2 separate regions of the Hordeum vulgare genome follow, and region 1 is linked to region 2. A link is a contact called in public Hi-C data. All regions are on one chromosome and are shown on one strand. Each heading gives the region's core, a stretch centred on a gene start, on an enhancer-like site or on the middle of the called end of the contact. The rest is flanking DNA. Distances are from core to core; before and after follow the strand shown. Region 1 holds the start of LOC123433193 (calcium uniporter protein 2, mitochondrial-like). Region 2 has its middle 160 kb from the start of LOC123433161.

The links. A called contact is a pair of places that touch in the nucleus more often than the background predicts.
Region 1: a contact with region 2 is called in a Hi-C map of leaf, with 6 times the contacts expected there. The contact joins the promoter of LOC123433193 here to the enhancer-like site in region 2. A contact is called at or near these places in 2 of 6 Hi-C or Micro-C datasets (leaf and seedling) and 1 of 1 datasets of contacts at active chromatin or transcription factors (embryo).

Annotation. Positions count from the first base shown.
Region 1 is chr1H:312,145,378-312,150,082 of MorexV3_pseudomolecules_assembly, reverse strand. LOC123433193 (calcium uniporter protein 2, mitochondrial-like) reads right to left here and starts at 1,698. Exons shown (of 2, transcript XM_045115438.1): 1 at 1,024-1,698. The coding sequence starts at 1,521.
Region 2 is chr1H:311,851,617-311,856,797 of MorexV3_pseudomolecules_assembly, reverse strand. No RefSeq gene overlaps it. Among protein-coding and RNA genes, the nearest start is that of LOC123433161, 160 kb to the right of the region's middle. Within about 2 kb of position 3,372, at least 2 of the 3 cell types and tissues checked have open chromatin away from gene starts, as enhancers often do. A contact at or near this core is called in leaf, where this site is marked.

The sequences.
Region 1 (4,705 bases), core at 449-2,948, 290 kb before region 2:
CAGGCACTACTTCTTATGCAAATGGTAGTAGCACTACTTCATCTTCCACTATGTGACTAACTAAATCGTTGGCATGCATGACATGATCAAAGGTAAATCAAACCACCCCCACCACGGACATATGACTGTACTGTAGATTTGAATCTTCTACTATGCAATTCAAACAGCAGATTCATACTGTCAATTACTACTTATTACTGCCATCTAATTGTAGACCGGAAAACAGCTAGTGGAATGGTCCTTCACTAATGTGTCTTTTAAACTATAGAGTAGAAAACCTGGTGAAGTACTTCAGTATGAACATCTATATGACTATGAATGGTAATGATGAAGTTGAAAATATGTGCTCAAACAATAGTAGGGTTGATGGCCCCATTCCAATTCCCAAAATAATGGAGCCATTACCATCAGCATGGTGACTAGATGCCAACCAATCTGAATATAGAGAATAATCATGCATGTTCTTTTTTGGGTGCTGAGTGGCAGCTAGGTTCTCCTCATGTTCATTCATCGGAGATAGTTTTTTTAGCAAGAGTGTCTGTTTTGTTTCTTCCCTCCTCAGATTTAGATCGAGGGGTAGAAATTAGATTTGTAGTTTTCCTCCTGGTTTTGAGAGAAGAAAAGGAAACTCCCATCTTGGAACGGAACGGGACGGGACGGGGGGATAAAATCCCCCAAACTTTTGGTGTCACAACTGCTCTATTGTTTTAGAACACCGCCGTTTCTTTGGTTCATTTCCTGTTGGGAGAAACATGCAAAACACGCGAAAAATCTCATCAGATCTCTAGCCTTGTGAAATCGGTACCCGGTGACCCGGATTAAAAATGAAGAGTAGAACAGGAGAAGAACAGAGCAACCAACGTTTCTGTTTTTTTTCGTCTGTAAAAGACGGTAACTGCAAGGCAAAGCTAGAGCACAAAGGTTGGGGATGGATCAAGCAACATTTAGACAGACAGGCCATTGATTAGATTTGATTTGAGGTATTGAAATGGGAGGCGGGGAGGAAGAGGGGAGGGGCCGTACCATTTCGGGCCTGAGGAAGACGGTCCTGCCGAGCACGATGACGGATCCGGACTCGTCGAGCGCGCGCGCGACGGAGGGCCCGTCGTCGGCCCCCGCGGCGTCGCAGCAGAGGCGCAGGAACTCGGCGTGGGTGACGGTGCCCTCGCGGGAGGCCCGCACCCGCGCGCGCGCCGCCTCCATCTGCGTGGCGCGCAGCACCTTCCGGGCCTCCTCCACCGTGAGGCTGGCCACGACCGTCGCGGCCTCCCTGGGAGTGGGAGGATGCGGGCGGGGCGGGGCGGGCGGCACGAGGCCGTCGAGGTTGATGCGCGGGAAGGAGACGCCGAGGTGGTCGCGGATCCGGTCGGCCAGGGGCATGAATCCCACGTCCGGGGGCACGGCGGGGCGGAAGGCCGGGCGCTGCTCCTGCATGAAGCGGCGCGGCGTCCCGTAGGCCTGCCGCGGGGCCGCCGCCGCCGCGAAGCGCTGCGCCACGGCCCTCCTCAGCGCGGCCGCCATTGGTCTGATCTGATGTGTATGTGCGGTGCGCTGCGCTGCTTGCTCCGGACCCGACGAGCGGGTGGAGAAGGAGAAGAGAGGAAGGGGAGTGGAATCGAGCGGAAGGTAGGGTTAATCGGGTCGGGGTCGGGGACGGGGCGGTTGATATGATTTGTGGTGGAAGGAATGGTGGGGCGTGGGCGGCTATTTATACCCCCGCCGCTTGCGTCCCCGCTGTTCGAGCCAGGCTGCGGCTCGCCCACGCCAACGCTGCGCCACCCGACCCCGACTTCCCGTCGCTTGTAGGAGTAAATCTTTGGCACTGGAGTTTTCTTTAAAATCTGCCCATTTTAACTACGAAGTTTGCGGCCATTTGACTCGACGCGTTGGCGGTCGTCCTTCCTAGTTTTTCTTCCTTTCGGTTCTTCCCTTCTGTCTCTCCGGCGGCATTGGGAAAATGACACCTTCGAGCCTTCGACACACACCATCTCCGAAGGGTTTTTTTTTCTTCTGTTCTACACAAAGAAAACTTGTTGTTTATTTTACAAGATGATGCGTTAGACTACTCGATCGACGCACATAGTGGAGTGACGAGTACAGTACGTTTGAAGACCGGCTCGCAACATAGCAGCCACAGGCGGCTATGGCCTATGGGTACACCAAAAACTATCAGAGACTCTCTTTTTCAACGTCGAAAAACGTCAACCACTCGGGCCTCCATGTCAAAAACTATCCACCAGTTTACTAGCTAACACTGAGTACTTACTGGTGCCCCCCGCAAGAAAAAAAAATGTAGTTACTAGTGTCATTTTGCTCGAAATAGCGTTTCCTAGCTACGTATTCTCCCATACGTTCATCGTGCCGTGCGTTTCCTCCTCCTCCTCCTCCTCCTCTAACAGAATGCAGTGCGTTGTACAACGGCCAGCGAGCAAACGTGTATGGGGTGCTGGTTTGGCACCGAGTAGTTTTTTTTGGATTGTCGTTATGGCGTCCCTATTTTCGTAGCACCAGCGTCTGCACGTTTTGGTGCCTCTTTGGCATCAACAGCGTGTAGCTTTTTTATATATGAGTACATAATATCAGCTCGCTGAATATCGAGGCGAGTGAGGTCATTGGCGGTTTGTACTCCCACGTGAAAGACTTTTCTATACAAGAAAAATATGTGCTCTCCAACGTGTTTTTTTTTCTTAAGATAAATAGTGTGCTCCAACGTGTTGCACGAGTCGGTTACAGGGTTTATTGCTTTTTGGGAGATTATAATTCCATCAAATACCAACGCACTGATCAAAGGGTACAGCTATATAGAAATTGAAAAACTTATTACGTAATGGGTCCTATGTAAGTTTTGCGTCTTAGATTATGCCTCCAGACTCTGCTCGGATAAGCATGGATCAGATCGCCAAATCGATGTGGAGTGTGAGGAGAATAATTGCAATAAAGTTTTGCTTCTTTTGCGAGACAAAAGATAGTCGTAGCCACACAGCTAGTGCTACATAGTATTAATCGGAAAATGAAAAGGTCTTGGGAGCACCTCATTTCCATTTGATCTCTTTTCTTGGAGATAATATTTATCCGTGATTTAATATTGACTCATACAAACATGAAAATTACATTCACGAGATTGCATGTATCAAACAATCCTAACAAATACTAGTAGTTGTGTGCGTCCGCCATTCATTCTGATGGCAGTAGTGGTCATTCGAAGATACAGTGATATTGATTATGTAAAAAAAATACAGTTGTCCTTTTTGTGAAAAAGAGAAAAAAAAGAAGAATCTTAGACACATATGTACCCCCTCCATTTCTTTTCATTCTGCAGATAAGTTTTGTTTAAAGTTTGGCCAACTTAGAGCATCTCTAAGAGACCTCGTCGAAACTGTAAAATTTCGATGATTATACGGGTTTGGGCTGTTTTTTTTGTATCAGATCAGGTACTGTAAACGCGACCCGGCCCATAAATATTTTGCGGCGGCCCGTAAACGCGTTCGCTCGACCGTTATATCTGCGGGTTCGGCCGTTGGATGCTGGTCGGAACCCTATCCCTCCGTCGCGCGAAAAGTCCCCTCGCCTCACCGCCGGCGCGTCAGATCCGCCTCGCGCGCCTCCATTCCGCCGCCTAGCCGCTCCATTCCACCGTCGAAGATGGCTAACTCCGGCGGCCGTAGCAACGACGGCCCCGAGAGGGCTCGTCGCGTCAAATCCGACGCCGTCCGAAAGCACGCCGCCGGTCGGTACACGTAATGGGGCATGACGTCGCCGCCGTTGCTCCTCCATCACGAGACAGAGGAGTACGACCGCGCACGCGGCCGCCTCTTCTGCGACAGCTCCTCCAAGGCGTCGAGCTCGCGCTCCTCCCACCCAGAGGTCAAGAGGGAGCTAGAGGAGCTCCCGTCGATGAAGATGGAGCCGAAGGCCAAGGCAGTGCCGCAGCAACCTACCTGGGGCGTCGTCGGACCGGAGGACTTCCTTCCCCTGGTCGAGGCGGGCAGCCTTTTTGCCCGCGCTGCTGGCGCGGAGTGCGCGGGAGGCGGAAGAGGACTGACAGCACCGTCGGAGGAAGGAGGAAATCGACACTGTGCTCTACGAGCAGGGTGTCGCGTCGGCCCTCGCCTTCAGCCACAAGGTGGAGGAGTGGCGCCGCGAAGCCACTGCACAAGAGCGCATCTACGTCGAGCTCTCCTCCGACGAGGACGACGACTGAGCGCTGCCGCATGTGCTACCGCACGAGCTCGACTCCGGTGAGTACAATTTTGCGGTAGGATAGTTAGTAGCTCCGATGATCTCCGGTAGGTTAGCTTACGTGTACCCCCCCCCCCCCCCCCCCCGCCCCAACACACACACCCAGGTAACTGATGAATTCTAAATGTAGGCCCTGTTTGGATCCATGAGTTAGAGTTAGAGTTGGTTAGATTGGACCAATCTAACCCCAAAACATCCAAACAGGAAGGGTTAGAGTTGGTTAGATGCATCTAACCCATTCAAAAAAACTAACCAACCCAAGAGGTGCTTATTTGGGTTTGAGTTGGGTTTGGTCCATAAAAAATTACTTTTCTCTTTACCTCCACCACACCAAATCCTTGATAAAGGAGCCAAATGATTGGAAAAGGTGCATTTATTGACAATCTAACCCTTCCATCCAAACACCTCTTTGGTTAGAGTTAGTTTAGGGTTAGTCCAGGGTTAGAATCTAACTCTAACCTCTAAC
Region 2 (5,181 bases), core at 2,123-4,622:
GCGGCAATCACTACCTTTCCTCAGCACATGGTGCTTTTTGGGCAGGTTCATGTAAACCCTGTCATAAATATCACTACTGGGAGTCGCATGACCATCCTGTTGATCCACTGGGTAGGATTCAAAAGCAACTTCTGGATAAGATTAGACACTTGCATTGATCAAACTGCATGTAGAAACCATATTATCATATGTTATAGTTTACTGATAACTCATGATAGCAACAATATACCTCGTTCCGCGAAGATCCTAGCTTCTTCATCATGGTTAACGTCTGTAGTTTCTATCTGGTTCCTATCTCCATCGCATTCTAGAACCGAAGATATGAATAATTCATTAAGGGTCAGAAATCATATTAAGTTCATGTTCAACAACAATGAGGAGATGAAACACAAAAGGACATAATGCACACCATCAATGTTGACGGTGTGGACATCGGGCTCCAGTATTCCGTATGCATGTTCTTCATGGTCGTTGCCTGAAAACATTTTGTGTCCCAATGAGTAAGTACCTTTGGTTGTAACCTTTTGTCATGTACCAGTTTTAGAAAAAAACGCACACCACCTTGATTATGAGTGGTTTGCCCTGCAGCTGGTGTAGGTTGCATCACTTGACTATTATCATCAAAATGCGCTATATCTGAAACTATAGGAGAGGGCCAAAATGAAGAAGAAAGTCAAACCTGATAATTTAGCACCATTAGTAAGTCACAGAAGTAACCTCTTTTTTAAAAGAATCTTCTTGGAGACGTAGGTTGAGTTGTGGGTTCTCTACCACTTCCATTTGTGTGACTCTTACTTGTCCAGACTTTCGTTGCATCTGGTATGCATCATTTCTGTGCAACCAATCGGATTCGTCGCCACCATAAATATTCTCGTTTTCGTCTAGAAGCTCTCTGGAATTTGGTACTGCACCACCTGCACATGTTATGTTAGCCAGTTGTGTGACTGCTGATTGTCCGGTAGCCATGACTTGTGTTACAAGGTTACTGCCATCAAGGTCGACAACATTATGCTTTTTCACGGGCCTGTCGTTGTCGCTTTAATATTTCCTCTCTATTCTATGCATACCGCTCACGTTCAATGCGGTTCTTAATATCACTACGGTCTGAATAGACAAAGAATAGATCGTTATATAACAATACATATGGGCCTTATATCATGTAGTTGATGGTCATTACCTTCTGATACAGTCAGCTGTGCGTTTGCCCAACTGATCTCAGCAGCGGCAATCTTCTTCTGTTTATAGGCCTCACGTCGTCTCTTATTAATCTCATCCCTATTCTGTTCATACCGCTCTCTATCCCTCTGCCTTTTAACTTCTTTAGGGTCTGTAATAAATGAGACAATTTAGCAGTCGAGCAACAAAATAAAAATATACTGATTAGGTACTGATCATCACCCAACGATTGGGAGTTGCTTATATCCTGGAACGGGGTGAGCGTCCCGTTGGGAGTGGTTGGTGTCGTACGAACTCCGCCAACTCTGTTAATGTGAAAAATGTCATCATACCATTGTACAGGAAGGTATAGAGTTTCATGTTCAACTACATCCTACTATTTACCATCAAAGTTTTCTTGTTCTGCGTATGGAACCATTTGAATTCAGTTTGCATCAATTATTTAGAACAATGGATCATGATGTAGTTGTTATGATAATTTGCAGAAACACAACCAGATCAATCAAACCAATCGATGGATCACAATGCAGAGAGAAGGCAACACCTTATACGGCGTACAGCTTGTCGTCGCAGCCGTGGACGGGTGCCTCGGCGGCAGAGAGAAGGCAGCACCTTATACGGCGTACAGCTTGTCGTCGCGGCCGTGGACGGGTGCCTCGGCGGGTGCAGCTCTATTGGTGAAGAGCTCGTCGTCGCGGCCGTTGGCGGATGCGTCGGCAGTTGCAGCTTTGTTGGTGGATGCGTCGACGGCTGCGCAGGGCAGCGATGACACACGAACTGCTGGACGTCTGGTCGGCAACGTTGAACGGGGGCAGATTGATATGATTTCCCTTAATTTAGTATATCTCTTGTTTGTTTCCGTATAAGGTGCTGGACGTGAACGGGGAAGATTGATATGACTTCCCCTAATTTAGCATATCTGGTTTTTGTTTCCGTACAAGGTGCTGGACGCTGGACGTGCTTTTTCATTTTGAGCTGTGTTTTTTTTGTTGTGTGTTCCGGTTGTGGCAGAGTTTTCGTCCGTTTTAAAATATGCTAAACGTATATTTAAGGTGGGCTTGGCACAATCTTGATGGTTAGATGTAATTAAAAGATCTGATGAGAAGGTTGTAATTCCTCTGCGGGAAATTGTGTAGCTTTGGCTGGGGTGACGTAGCGATGAATACGTTGGACTGTTTATTAATAGTATAGATTAAACCGTCCGTCCAAACATTTGAGACAAATTTGAAGCGTCGGGATGTAGATGCCCTTATCATGCGCAGCATATGTTGTTTGATGGGAAGATTTCCCGTAAGATCCGGGCACTATTGTTGCAATTATGTTTCCTCAGCGGAATATTCCTTGTCACATGGATATGCTACAACGCTACCAAAGTAGCAAAGGCGTCTAACAAGCGCTCATTCAAGGAACCAACGATTGTATGCTAGTAAAACTCCCTGGGACTGCTAAAATGTACCCACAAAGTACAACAGACAACCTTTCTGCCGTGCAGTTTAATACACATAATTTATTTCCACCAACAGCAGACCGTACGTTGGAGATCCCATTAGCACATCTTCTCGTGGTGCAACGAGACAAGAACAGGGCATATCCGCATACGCACATGGCACCGAGGACGAGGAGACCTCCATGCGTGGAGTCCGTGTAGATTCGGCCTGTCTTCTTCGTTGCTGCTTCCCTGAACCATCTCCTTCACCCAGACACGGTGGTTTGGGAGAGCTAAAATTTTCATTTGGATTGAAAAACATATACTAGTTCTCTTCAATTACAATTATTTAGCTATAAAGAAAATATTACACATGGCTAGTTCTCTCCAACTACGTACAGAGGGAGAGTATTACACATGGAGATTACGCGAGGAACATCTCCTATATTCACATGGGAAACGAGATGTTGCGTCTTGGAAAATTCTTACAAATTACACAAAGCAAAATCTGTCCACGACTAGCTAGCATGGGCTCGGAATCCGCACTCCAACTTGTGAAGATTAATTAGAGCAGCAGGCAGGTGGGCACCAGCTGCTACCGACGGACAAGCTGACCACCGATTTGGCACGGGAAGTGGCAGAATTTGGACACGTTCGTTTTCCACTTTACGACTCGTAAGCAATTCGTTTCCCGACAAGTTATGAGCACATGTAGATACGCTCTCTCACGGTGATCGCGAGTTGGGTGAAGAGCGGTGCCGTGCGTGATGCTTCGGCAGCCAGCGTCACGTTTGGAAGTGTGCTGAACTACGTGTGAGAAAGATGGGCTCCATGGACGCATGCATCTAGAAAGCTCCATGGATGTGATGCCGATGTTTTGACCAGGGCACGAACCTGGTTCGTACGTAAAGTATAGCTCTATTTAGCGTTACAGTGACTTCTGGTTTTTTACTAGTACTTGATTGAGGTACTCTGCTTAGCACTAGTGACTTCGTTTTTCTTCCTCCTATAGGCGCGGCGGCATATTAGAGGAGGATTTCTGCCAAATTACTCCATTCGACGGTGCACGGGATACCACTTGGCAAGAGCGGTAAGCTATATCAAAAGCAAAGACGGTGCACAGAATGCATTTGTGAAAGCCTGGTACTAGATCATTGCAGTTCATCAAGGCAAACGTGTGGCCAACCCAGCCTCCAGCGCGCCCGATACGATCGTCCGAGAGGTTCGTGCTTCACGTGAAGTGTGCGTGTACCAGCAACACAGCGACAGGTGCGTTGAGTGCGAAGGGGCGGGAGGCTTCCGTGCGCCGTGACATCGCCCACCAAACTTTGTTGTGAATGGAAAGATCGGGCGAGAGCAAATGCATGTCCTTCATGGAACTCTGATGTCGCGGCATATGCCGCTTTCTCGCTAAACCAAAATCTTCCACGATGAAGTTCTGCGGACGTTAGGCATCTTTGGACACTGCTAGCAGCTCAAGATCACTCTAACCTAATACGATTGTCTTCTAATCTTCCTGATCCGGATATAGGATATCTACCGTTTTACTTTTTTTTAAACACGATACACACGCAACGTATGTATACACGTGCATAAGAACATCTCTAACAGATCTCGTATAAAGCTGATCCGTAAAAATTGTTTACAGTTCGCGGAAACATTATTTTGCGAGCCGGCGTGGGCGGCGGCTGAACACACTCCGTAAAACGGACCCCTGTAAAACGGCTCGGTCCGTTTTATACGGGTCCGTGTTACGGTTATTTTCATTACATTTTCACACATGAAAACACATTTCTTTATTTTCTTCAAAGGCAATTGGACACATCATAATTCATCAAATCTTTGCTAAAACAACAAGATCAAAGAAAACAAAAATCATAATTAGGCATTTTAAAAGATATTCAACTTTCATAAGTGCTCCCACTAGTTGGATGCACATCTTCTCCCTGCATTCATTGTTGATTTGGGGATTCTTCATCTTGCATTCTTCATTTTTCAGCTTTGATTCTAAAGAACTAGACGTTGCTTCCCCTCTAAATTTTTTTTCTAATTGCACATGCAATTGCATCGTTAGCCTCAATTATACTAAGGAGTGCACGAACATCTATTAAGTTTCTTTCTATCAATAAATCAATGTATTCTTATTCCCGATACCAAAATGGCATCCACCTTCCTACACAGATGAACACCTTAATAAGCTATCGAAATTTAACCAAATAAGTTGACAAAGCCGAAGAGGAAGAAGAGCATACCCCGTCGTTATTGCATATGAAGAATACACATCCGAGGTTCTCCCGTGTGCTCGATGTGAGCCGCATCACTGTTTCTAGGCAGTTGTCGCACTGTATGAGCGGCATCGGCAAGCTAGCGAGCCGCTGCGCGACCATCGTGCCCTGGCGACGGTCGGAAGAGTCCTTACCGGCAAACGACGTTGGCGACTAGAGGATGAACCAGTAACTGCATGCAGTGCTGACGCTTTGCGGGGGCTGTGCGGGGTGCTCCCCAACCAATCCACGGCTTTGGCGCAGCCGCCGGTGGTCGAAAAAGCCAAAACCGATGGTCGCGACAAAACAACTGCC